Regions from separate parts of the Mus musculus genome. Here all the other regions are linked to region 2. Evidence: chromatin contacts called from public promoter capture Hi-C data. All regions are on one chromosome and are shown on one strand. Each heading gives the region's core, a stretch centred on a gene start, on an enhancer-like site or on the middle of the called end of the contact. The rest is flanking DNA. Distances are from core to core; before and after follow the strand shown.

Region 1 (2,917 bases), core at 180-2,679, 2.2 Mb before region 2:
GCTCCGCTCCTCCTGGCTCATTAGCTGTTCCTTGGACATCTCATAACTCCAAGGAGGCCGCCGGGGAAAGTCCAGGACTGGGAAACAAGGAAAGAGACCGGATAAGCATGAGGACTTTTTCTGGACCCCTTCTCTGGCCAGCAAGTTCCCCAGGCTGATGGCATACACAAGTAGCCCCCACTCACCTGAGCCAGGCTGATACACTTCCCGGATATCCAACTCTAACACTTCAGCACTGACCGGCTGCAACACTTGCTCTCTGGCCGCTCTCTTTCTCCTCTCCACCTCCTCCCGGCTGTCCCGTTCAAAATGCAGCCGGTATCTAAGGGGAAAGGGACCACACATCTAGTGGAGTCCTGTGACAAACAATCTCCTCTTCTGACCACAAAACTGCAAAGGTTCCTCTCCTGGTTGTTCAAGTCTCCTCTAAACAAACTCTTGACAGTCCCCATTGGAAGGCAAGAAAGATTGTGGCCCATCCAGGGAGAACCACCTTCCTTGGCTTCCAGCCTCACTAGTTCCACTTTCAATCCTTCATCGGAAGCTTTTCCTAAGGGTGAGGGCGGGGAAACTGCGGCCAGCGCCCTTCTCCTTGGCTTACCGGTTGGGGTCGTAGCCTCTGGGCCCCAGGCCCTGGGAAGGTTGCTGGTTGAGCCTGCGGATATGATGGGTCACGGATTCCCCATCCGACGTGTCCGTCTGCTCCTCCCGCCGCTCCCGGCTACCGCTGCGGCTGTTGGAACTGGAGCGCAGCCCATCTTGGAGCCCTGAGGGGAGGGGCCGGTGACGCCGGTGTAGACCGGTTCTTAGGGGACCTAAAGCCCCCCGAGCCGGTAGGACAAGCTCTTCTTCAGCCGACCCAACTTCTCCAGAGGCTCCATCTTCCCAACCGCGCGCCCCAACCCCGTCCCGGATGGGCCTGGAGGTCGTCACAGCGCCCTGTGGCAGCAGCAGCAGAAGCAGAAGCAGAGTTTCCCATCCCCCACCCTCCACCCCTCCCCGTCCCGCCGCTGCGGGAAACCCCCACCGTGGCAGCCCACGCGGGATCGCGAGAGCCCACCCACCCACCCCCCGCCCGCGGTGCCGCGGCACAGCCCTCCTCCAGAGCTGCGCAGCGGCCCCGCCCCCTCCCTGACCTCGCTTCCGCTCCCGCTTGTCCTGCAGCTGCTTCTTCTTCTGCTTCACGCTGAAGGGCTTCTTCCTCGGCATGGCCCCGGAGCCCCGGCCCGCCCTCCGCCGAGCTCCCCGCCGCCGCAACTGACTCCCCGGGGCAGCCCCCGCCGGCGGCCCGGGGCCCTGGGGAGGCGGGGCCGCGGTGACGTCAGCAGCGAGCGGCGGGGAGCGGGGAGCGGGGCGGCGGGGATGCAAGCGGCGGCACGTGAGAGTCCGCGGGTCCGGGATGCACGGTGCGGCGAGCGGGAGACGCGCGTGGGAGGCCCGAGCCGACTCCGTCACGGGCGCTACCAAGTGGCAGTCGCGGGAGGGGGGACGCGTGTCACCGCCGCCCGGCGCTCCCGGGAGCTGCCACTCACCTGGCGGGGGCCGGGCGACGGGGCGAGGACACGCCCCACCGCGCGGCCGCCTGGAGAGGATGGCCCCTGGCGGGAGAGCCGGGACTGCGCTGGCTGCCCGGTGGACTGGCTGCCCCGTGGACTGGCCTGCGGCAACAGGACTCGGTAAGGAGATTGCGGAAGAGGCAGGTTCACTGGCCACACGTGCGAGCGCGGGTGAGGAGGAAAAGCGAGCGGGACAAGGACTTTTGGAGAGAGGTCAGAGAGCACGGAGTTGTGGCTGTAGTTGTTGCCATGGTAACTGGGGCCCGGATGTGGCGACCTTAGGATGCGACAGGCCTCTCGCGTGCCGCCAGAGTCCCGAAGCCTGTCCGGTGTCTCACTGGAATGGGGTGGTGCTTTCCCACGTGGAGAGGAACTGCACAAGGGGGAGCAAAGCTTCCCCACGCGCGCGGCGGGGTGAGCGAGGCACCTTGTAGGAGCGAACGGCCGCGGCACATCCACGACCTCCCGGAAGTGGCATGGTGGGCGCCTCGGTCACCCGGCCCATCGCCCACCCGGAAGCGGAAGGAAAGCTAGTGTGCCCCTTCCTCACTGCCCTCCAAATCTTGCTGCAGCCATTGCCGCAGCCGCTATGCCGAAACGAAAGAAGCAGGACCAGCCGCCGCCGCTGCCGCAGCAGCAGCAACATCTCGCACTGTCTGAGCGGGACGAGCCTGGAGATGAGGAGGATGAGCGCCCCATGGGTGAGGGGCAGGGCGTGCACACGCCTGTCAGCCGGCCAGGGGGCTAGGATAGAATGAAATGCGGGGGAGGAGGTGCCAACGGAAGGAGGAAGGGCGCACGCGTGGAGGTGGGGTGGGACGTGGTGGGGGAGGGATGCTGGTGGAACCTGGATTGAGGGCTTCGCTTGCTTGAACCCTCAACCTCAATCTGGCTCCTAATCCTTTCTGGAGAAGGCAGGGGAGGTGGCGGCTCGGCTAAACATCTGGCTTGCGCAACCGCAGAATGGCGGGGGGAGAGGGGTGGCAGCGATGTTACAGATTGTGATGATCGGGAAGACAATTTGTGACCACACTTCCACTGGTTAGGTCAACCTTCTGTGAACTACTCCCCCGAGGGAAGGAGAGGAGAAAAAAACTATGATGGGCCAACAGTTAAGGTGAGGGATTGGGGTACGTGGAATCACTGGCATGTTGTGGATGCAGCACTGTGAGGAAAGAGCTGTTAGAGACCTCTGTTACCCTCTGATGGACTCTCAAACAACTCTGCAGAGGGACGGGCAGATGGACGGGGTGAGAGTTTGCGGCACTGCTGAGTGGATATATGACTTACCTGGTTAAAAACTGAGTGTTATAAGACCACGTAAGGACGAGGTGATCAGTCCTTTGCACCGTTCTGATGGC
Region 2 (2,750 bases), core at 216-2,715:
AAACAAAGACTTCATGGCCCAAATGAGCCACATAATCTCAGGAATACACAAGCAGAGAAAGAAAATGAAATCAGAGAGGTAAATTTTTAAAAAAAGATTTTATTTATTTATTTTATATATGTGACGAGTACACTGTATCTGTCTTCAGACAAACCAGAAGAGGGCATCAGATCCCATTACAGATGGTTGTGAGCCACCATGTGCTTGGAATTGAACTCAGGACCTCTGGAAGAGCAGTCAGTCTCTTAACCACTGAGCCATCTCTCCAGCCCCCGAGAGGTAACTTCCAAGTTACCAGTGTACAAGAGAATCATAAGTTCAAAGTTGGCTAGCACGAGGTGGCGTGTTTAGCGGCGCAGAGCCAGGTGGATCTCTCAGTGTTAAATATCAGGTTCTAGGCAGGGAGACCCTGTGCTCCAAATAAAACAGAACAAGAAAAAAAGAAGTTAGTTCAAAGTAAATATGTATTGTTATCATTCCTTCTAGGCTCCCAGTTACCTGGCAATAGCTAGGTATGACTAACTCACTAGAAAAGGGGCTGTTTGCCCCCCTCCTCTCTTATCCTACACTCTGCCCCTTCTCCCTGGCCGGCCTCTCCTCTTCTCTCTCCACCCCCCTCCTTGCCACTCTCTCTCCCTTTCTCTATCTCTACTCCCTCTTCAATATGAAGCTAGTCAGGGTAACTTGAGGCCTCGTCTCAACAAACAAACAAACAAACAAACAAACAAGCAAACAAACAAAATCAAGCTGGGTGGTGGTGGCCAATGCCTCTAATCCCAGCACTTGGGAGGCAGAGACAGGCAGCTCTCTGTGTTCAAGGCCAGCCTGGTCTATACAGGGCAAGTTCCAGATGGCCAGGGCTACATGGTGCGACCCTGTCACAAAAAAAAAAAAAAAAAAAAAAAAAAAAAACAATAAAGAAAAAAGAAAATCAGACAGGTATAGTCTGATCCATATCACCAATTCCAGTCTAGCTAGGGTTTCATAGTGAAAAACCTGTCTTAAAAAAAGAAAAGAAAAAATATGAGTAATGGTGAAAGCAGAAAACAAGAGAACTTTTTGAGAAGAGGAACAAATAAAAAAGCCTAGGATCCCCATTTGTTTTGGAGGTACTGACATAAGCTTTGTATTTAAACAAAGAACTGGGGAACTGCAACCCAGAGAAGGCACCCCCAATCAACGAACATACGCCCGGAAATGGTCATTTATGGGGCTAGAATAAGAGGTCGGAGGAGACCCACTGATCTATGATGTCATCAGGACGTTAAAGTCCGTAACGTCACCTAGAGGTAGCTCAATTTCCCTTCCCCTACAGGTTCGCTGGAAGGCCCAGTCTGAGTTCAGTCTCTCATTGGTTACGCACTCTGTCAATCCACTTCATTGTTCAAGTGTTCCGTCCCGCCTTCCCCCATCTGCTTTTGATAGGCTGCTGAATCTGTCATTTCAAAAAGGTCCGCATTCCTTCCGCCTTTCTCCGGGAGACCGAGGGCTAGAAGGGTGGATCCCAGGAGGCTCCTACCCCCCGAGCTCGGTTTCTCAGCCTGATTGGCTTGTCCAGGTGCCTGTCACTACCGCTTTCACCGTTGACTGGCCTTTAGACCGCCGCTCTACGCGGCGCCGGTTCCGCCCCCGACGGGTGTTTGTGGTGGGGCTGCGGAGTCGCCGATCCCGCCGGAAGCGCCAGGACAATGGGGACCCGGGACGACGAGTACGATTACCTATTCAAAGGTGCGCCTTGTGGGGTACAGACAGGCGAGGTGGCGGTAGCGACTGGAGGGCCGAAGCCGTGCTACAGGAACAGAGAGCTCAGGGTGGAGGCCCGGACTTCAACGGGGCCTATCCGGGCTGGGAGTCGGAGGAAGCCGGGGCAAGTGGAGTTCGCTAGGCTTCGGGCCCTAGTACGCAGTGGTGAGGAAAGGGAGGCTCGGCGAGGCCTACGGACCCCGGATGCGCCGGGGCGGGGCCGGGGCCTTGGGGGGGTGGGGCCCGAGGTGGTAGGAGAGGCCGTTGGGGCGGGGCGTCCCGAGGGGCGGGGCTTTCCTGGGTTTGGCGGGCGGACTGCGTTGAAAGCAGGATTGTAGCTGGTGTTAAGGCGAAGGAGAAGGTTGTGGGCGTGCCCACAAAGCCTGATTGGTGTGAGCCTTCTAGGACTGACTGACACACCCGGGGCCTACCTTGGAGTGGAGCCTGGATCATGTGCAGGAACCCTATATTATGGTGCTTTGGAATTGGGTAGATTGGGGCCTGTCTGTCGACTAGTTCAAACTCTTGATATTCATGGAGAAGTGATTCAGTTGGTAGCATTCCTAGCAGCAGCATGCTCAAAGCCCTGGATTTTATCACTAACACCGCCTTGGTGATGGTGCAGGCCTGTAGTCGCAACACTTGGGAGGCAGAGGTAGGAAGATCAAAAGTGCAGAGGCCAGGCTGGATTACTGGAACCCTTTCTCAAAGGAAAAAAAGAAAAACCACACATGGACAACGTTAAATGCAGTACCTGTACTATTCTGAAACTTTTTAATAATGGTCCCTTTTACTCCTCCTTATTAGTTTATACAGCCCATATTATCCAGGAAACAGGCCAGTAGTGGTGCACACCTGCAATCCCAGTACTCAGAGTTGGAGGTAGGAGGATGTACTGGCTAGTTTTGTGTCAACTTGACACAGCTGGAGTTACCACAGAGAAAGGAGCTTCAGTTGAGGAAATGCCTCCATAAGATCCAACCGTAAGACATTTTCTCAATTAGTGA
Region 3 (2,700 bases), core at 1-2,500, 2.2 Mb after region 2:
CTCCAGGAAGAACCTTAAGCTTCAACGGTACCTCACACAATGGTGGATCTAAGACTCAGCGCGCTATTGCCAACGGGATGGCCCGCACAGGCTGGGAGGGTTTAGGGACTCTTGCCTGCCTCACCTGGACACCGAATGAGCAACAAAAAGCGTGCTAGCAACGCGTTCCCGCCTCAGTCAAATCCTTCCCTGGAGTGTTTAGGGAAAGCTCATTTTTCTAGTGCTATGACAGGAGGCCTGCTTAGAGGCGTGTTCTTCCATCCTTTAGTGGAAATCACCCACATCTTTAAAAAAAATAAAATAAAACAAAAACAAGTCACTTCTGGAAGAGGCTTCCCTGTCGAGCCGACACCCACGTCTCAACTATCCAGAATCCCTGATGTGTGCTCAATCTTGGCCCCCGTGGCCCGCGCGCTCCCGGCTGGCGCGGTGGGACCGACCGCGCAGGCTACGGCCTCCGGAGCCTGGAGCCGCGACGTCGCCGGGCTCGGTGCTCCTAGCCGCACCGCTTCCCTTCTCAGATACACACGGAGCAGGCACAGCGGACCAAGCGCTCCTCGAGAAGCTCTCCCCGACGGGCCGTGGACACGCGCGACACGCTGTCACCATCCGCGGACTCCCCCGGGAAGCCCCACACCGGCTCCGGCCGCCCCTCTGGGCTGCCGACCCCGCCGCCATCTTCCTGCCGCGCCGCCCCCGGGCCTCGGCCCTCGGCCCTCAGCCCGCCGCCGCGCGCCCCCGCCGGCCCGCGCGCCCCCGCAGCCGCGAGCTGCACTCCGTGAGCGACGGTTAGGCGCGCGCTTCGAGCGGGCCCAGCGCGGAGGCCCTGCCGCCTTCGAGAAATTTCCGCGCCCCTGAACCCACACAGGAAAACAAGCCGGGCGCGCCCCCGCGCCGCGGCCTCAGCGCCCCCTCCCCCCATCGGCGCACCCCTCCCCCCGCCCCCGCCCCCGCCCCGGGCGCGGGTCAAGTGCGGCCCGGGGCACCGCCCGCCCGACCGCCCGCCTGGCCCGCGGCGGAAGAGGCAGCGGCGGAGGCGGCGGCAGCGGCGGCCTCGGCCGGTGTGATTGATAGGGACGGCGGCAGCGAGAGCGGCGGCGGCGGCGGCGGCGGAGCGGTTGAGTGACAGCTTACCTGGGTGCCAATCTTCATCACACTGACAAGCGGCTGCAGCAATCGGGACCCGCAGTGCCGCGCCCGCGTCCAACCGTCACGCCGACGCCGGGCCACGCGACACAGCCTCGCTCAATGGGAGGAGGGCGACGCCGATGCGCGCCGCATCAATATTCACCGCGGGGGCGGGGCCTGCCGACCCCGGGCCCCGCCCCCGCCCAGCGCGACGGCGGGCGGGGGGCGGGGCGGGTGGGGCGGGGGCGAGGCAGGGGGCGGGGGAGGGCCCAAGCGGGGCGGGGCAGAGGCCGGTCCCGCCCCGCTGCGCGCACTCAGCCAGGCCCCACCCAGCGGCCCAGCCCGGGCGCCAGTAGCAGCCTGCCCCGCCCCAGAGGCAGAGCTTATGTTTCATGACCACGCCGTGGGGCGTGGCCCAGAGAGCTATAGACCACGCCTCCTCTGCGCACTCGTCTGCTCCCTCCCTTCGGATAAAGGTTTGTGGAACTGGGTGGAACCATCTGCAGCTCAGGCGGGGAGTACGGGCTGTACCATCAGAGGACCTTCGCGATTCTGGGCCTCCCGGCTCTAGCCCTTCGTTCTGAGCGGCGCCTCGCAATCAAGGTTCTGGAGCTGGGGTAGGCGCGAGGAGGTAGGCGTTCATCTTTAAAGACCGAAGGACTGAGCGCTTGAGATGTTTGCCCTGGGATCTAACCATGGATGCAGTCTCCTGACTGACCGTGAAGTGACTGCGGTCTGACATCTGGTCCGTTAGGACTCCAGGCCAAAAAAAAAAAAAAAAAAAAAAAAAAAAAAAAGAAAGAAAAAGAAAGAAAGAGACCTTTCCTTAGGAGGACTGGACAGTGTTGTCTCTAGTTGAAGCTCTGCCTAACCAGATCATCTGCAGCAGCGTACCCCGGGCCCCGTGGCTTCACTGATCGAAGTAAAAGACAGAGCGAAAGAGGCCCTCAATTTGCCTGGCTTGTCTAGGCAACAGTTTTATGCAGTGGCCGCCTGAGTGTGTGATCGGTGCTTCTCATCCGTACACAGATTAAAGCGGTTCTGATGACCCCACACTCCTCAGGAGGAGCCTTGTACCCCAGGACTGTTGGCTGGAAGGGGCCTGAGGAAGCCGCAGCATGTGTTTGGTAGGACACCCTCCTGTGTCCTCAAGGCTCCACAGACACCCCAAGGCATCACTCTCTTTGTAGCTACAGTTCGGTTCACCACAGAACCCACGTGGAAGGAGAAAACCAACTACCAACACATGTGTGGTATGCACACACATTTGTCCACATACAATAGCAACAACAATATTAAAATTTGAAAAACTGGGTTTGGGAGCTGAAGATATGGCTCAGCTGATAAGAGTGCTTACCTAGCATACACAAAACCCTAGGTGGGATCCCCAACACACATTAAACCTTACCAGGTTTAATATGGTGACATATGCCTGTTATCTCAGCACTTGGGTAGTCGAAGCACAAAGATCAGAAGGTCAAATTCATTCTTATCTACCTTTTGAGGTCCTAGCCAATATGGAATACATAGGGACCTTGCCTCAAAGAACAAAGTTATTAAGCATTGCAGGGA
Region 4 (2,700 bases), core at 111-2,610, 2.1 Mb before region 2:
AATTAATCATTTTGTATCCCTTTAAAGCTTTGAGGATACTTAGTAATTTTCGAAACCCTGGAAAGAGAACATTAAGGCCTCTAACTTGAGCCCATTCAATCAACTCCCTTCTTCCTGCTCAGTTCCAGCACATTGCCACAGACTCACCTAATGAATAAAATCATTTAACTGGAAAAACAAACAAATCCCCTTGCTTCAAGCAAGTGTCTGAGAGAGGGAGGCACTGTCTAAAGACTGACATTCTCTTAGTCTGTCCACCCTACAGCCTGTCCTGACAGGATGACCAGAATGTCTTCAGCGTCGTCTGAAAGGCCCAAATCCCACGCAGATTTTACATACACCTTCTGTCTTAGGCAGGATTTCCATTCCTGCACAACCAAGAAGCAAGTTGGGGAGGAAAGGGTTTATTCAGCTCACACTTCCACATTGCTATTCATCACTGAATGAAGTCAGGACTGGAACTCAAGCAGGTCAGAAAGCAGGAGCTGATGCAGAGGCCATGGAGGGATGTTCTTTACTGGTTTGCTCAGCTTGCTCTCTTATAGAACCAAGACTACCAGCCCAGAGATGGCCCCACCCACAATGGGCCCTTCCCCCTTGATCACTAATTGAGAAAATGCCTTACAGTTGGATCTCATGGAGGCATTTCCCCAACTGAAGCTCCTTTCTCGGTGATAACTCCAGTCTGTGTCAAGTTGACACATAAAACCAGCCAGTACACCTTCATTCTTTTGGGACATCAGCTCCATGCAGTTTTCACCACGATCTTTGCAATTTTGTTTCTCTTTTGAAAATCCTTGAGACAACTCCCTTGGAAACAGAAGGGTAATTCTTTCTTCTGGAGGGATGCGAGGGAGCTGTGCCTTACTGAAATTCCTGTCTTGGGATCACAAAGAACTAGATACTGTGTATCAGGGAAGGACAACATAGTTCTCAGGATTTTCCGCTGAGCTATGCAGTCTGGCTTTTCTAGACCTACTGCGGTGGGCAGCTGGCAGGGCGTGTCCAACACACCTTCCAACTCTGGCACCTCAGATCTCCTAATTACTACATTTCTCCAAACCTCTTTTAGTACAAAATCCTCTCTCAGAATAGAAAATAGGAATCTCGTGTGAGGACATTTTTCATGAAAAAATAAAATCACACACACACAAGATAACCCCAATTCCTCATACAGTACCCACCCATTCCTAACTTCTTTTTGCAGCGTGGACAACAATAGAGAACTACAACTCCCAAAAAAGACTGCGCTCGCCACTGGCTCAGAAACCAATGGCCGCCTGGCACGTGATCGGTTGGTCTAATCAGCGACTGGTTGGGTAGGCTTTGTCTAAGACCCGGGGCGCCCGCCTATCTCCCGCCCCCGGCCGCGCGAACGCGAGCCCCGCCCTGCGCGCCTTCCCTCCTGCGCTCGCCGGCCTCTTCTGCCTCTTAGAACCTTCCTGCGGTCGTGCTTGCATCTCGCTGCTGCAGCCTCCCGGGCTCCGGTCCATCCTTTCAGTCTGAGACCGGCCCAGAAGAAAAAAACCCCAAAAACCTTAATTTTCTTTCTTGTTCGGTACCTACATTGGAACCATCAAAAACAATTATTTCAGTAAACCGTAGCCATGAGGGAAATCGTGCACATCCAGGCCGGACAGTGTGGCAACCAGATCGGTGCTAAGGTAAGGACTTTAAAATTTTAGCTGAAATATGTAAAGATGAGAATTCTGTGTTAATTGTGAGCATTGTTCACGGAGTTCTTGCATTCTCCACCCGTCAGATTTGGCCCCTCAAAGTTTTTCACGTATAAATATAACCCATATTTGTAGCTAGCGTTCTGATATTGAAAAATGAGGAAATGTTTTTCTTGGCACATTTTCGGAAAGCTAATAAAAGAGCCTTTCGAGTTTAGGGAAAAGGAGAGGCTGAGGGACTGTGAAGAGCTGGTCTTAAAAGGGGTTTTCTAACGGTTCGAGGACTGGAGGGATGCGGAAACGATCCGAGACAAAGCCGAGGCGAGGTTTTCCCCTTGCGCCACCCCCACCCAGCCTGGAGGGCTCTACTGGAACAGAATGGAGGGGGGAAGGGGCGAGGTTTGGCGGGCAGCTGCAGAGGTGCCCGGTGCGCATTACCTCTCAACAAAGGCTTGGACACTCCATCGAACCCGCCATCCCAATGCTTTTTTTAGGTAATGACTCTGTATAGGGGCCTACTTTTACTTTTCATTGCCCTTTAGGGTGTGAGCGGTATGAAAGTGAGCTTTTCAAATATGTGAGACTGTCTGGGAGACTAAGGAGAGGGAAGGAAGGGAATAAAGATAGGCAATGGGGCTTTTTAAAGATTTTTCCCCCTTTTTTGCTAGCAATTAACAATGTAGCGGGGGAGGGGAGGGAGGAAGTGCGGCCGCTAAATTGTAGCCGAAGGGTGGGACCCTTTGGGGGCGGGGTTGGAGCCCCTGGCGCGCAGGGACAATGCGGCCCCTACCCGCGGGGGCGCACTGGCCCCGCCCCTCGAGCTAGGCCCCGCCCGCGCTGCTCCCGCCTTTGTGGTTTGCTGGAGGAGCGGCCCGCCACCGCAGTCACGTGGAGCACGTAAGGGGTGGGCGACTGCAGTGGCCGCACCTTTCTCCCCCAACTCTTTTGTGCTGGCCTGGAAGGGCGGTTCCTGGCTTCAGGAGCCAACCTGGGTGCAAAGCCAAATAGGTGGGCTCCAATCCGC

Evidence for each region. Promoter capture Hi-C pulls out the DNA fragments that hold promoters and counts their contacts.
Region 1: a contact with region 2 is called in a promoter capture Hi-C map of pre-B cells. The contact joins the promoter of Gnl1 here to the promoter of Rab11b in region 2. A contact is called at or near these places in 2 of 39 promoter capture datasets (cranial neural crest and pre-B cells).
Region 3: a promoter capture Hi-C map of the C10 cell line shows a contact between it and region 2, with 4 times the contacts expected there. The contact joins the promoter of Pknox1 here to the promoter of Rab11b in region 2. A contact is called at or near these places in 2 of 39 promoter capture datasets (the C10 cell line and hippocampal neurons).
Region 4: a promoter capture Hi-C map of liver shows a contact between it and region 2, with 2.8 times the contacts expected there. The contact joins the promoter of Tubb5 here to the promoter of Rab11b in region 2. A contact is called at or near these places in 2 of 39 promoter capture datasets (cranial neural crest and liver) and 1 of 9 other capture datasets (adipose tissue).

The regions. Positions count from the first base shown.
Region 1 is chr17:35,978,467-35,981,383 of GRCm38.p6, reverse strand. Gnl1 (guanine nucleotide binding protein-like 1) reads right to left here and starts at 1,429. Exons shown (of 12, transcript NM_008136.2): 1 at 1,137-1,429; 2 at 602-767; 3 at 186-322; 4 at 1-77. The coding sequence starts at 1,209. Prr3 (proline-rich polypeptide 3) reads left to right here and starts at 2,089. Exons shown (of 4, transcript NM_145487.4): 1 at 2,089-2,257. The coding sequence starts at 2,146.
Region 2 is chr17:33,759,201-33,761,950 of GRCm38.p6, reverse strand. It overlaps Rab11b (RAB11B, member RAS oncogene family), which reads left to right and starts at 1,465. Exons shown (of 5, transcript NM_008997.3): 1 at 1,465-1,728. The coding sequence starts at 1,689. Gm17251 (a long non-coding RNA gene) reads right to left here and starts at 2,093. Exons shown (of 2, transcript XR_003952408.1): 1 at 1,364-2,093; 2 at 84-409.
Region 3 is chr17:31,563,323-31,566,022 of GRCm38.p6, reverse strand. Pknox1 (Pbx/knotted 1 homeobox) reads right to left here and starts at 1,250. Exons shown (of 11, transcript NM_016670.3): 1 at 1,135-1,250.
Region 4 is chr17:35,836,961-35,839,660 of GRCm38.p6, reverse strand. Tubb5 (tubulin, beta 5 class I) reads left to right here and starts at 1,360. Exons shown (of 4, transcript NM_011655.5): 1 at 1,360-1,664. The coding sequence starts at 1,608.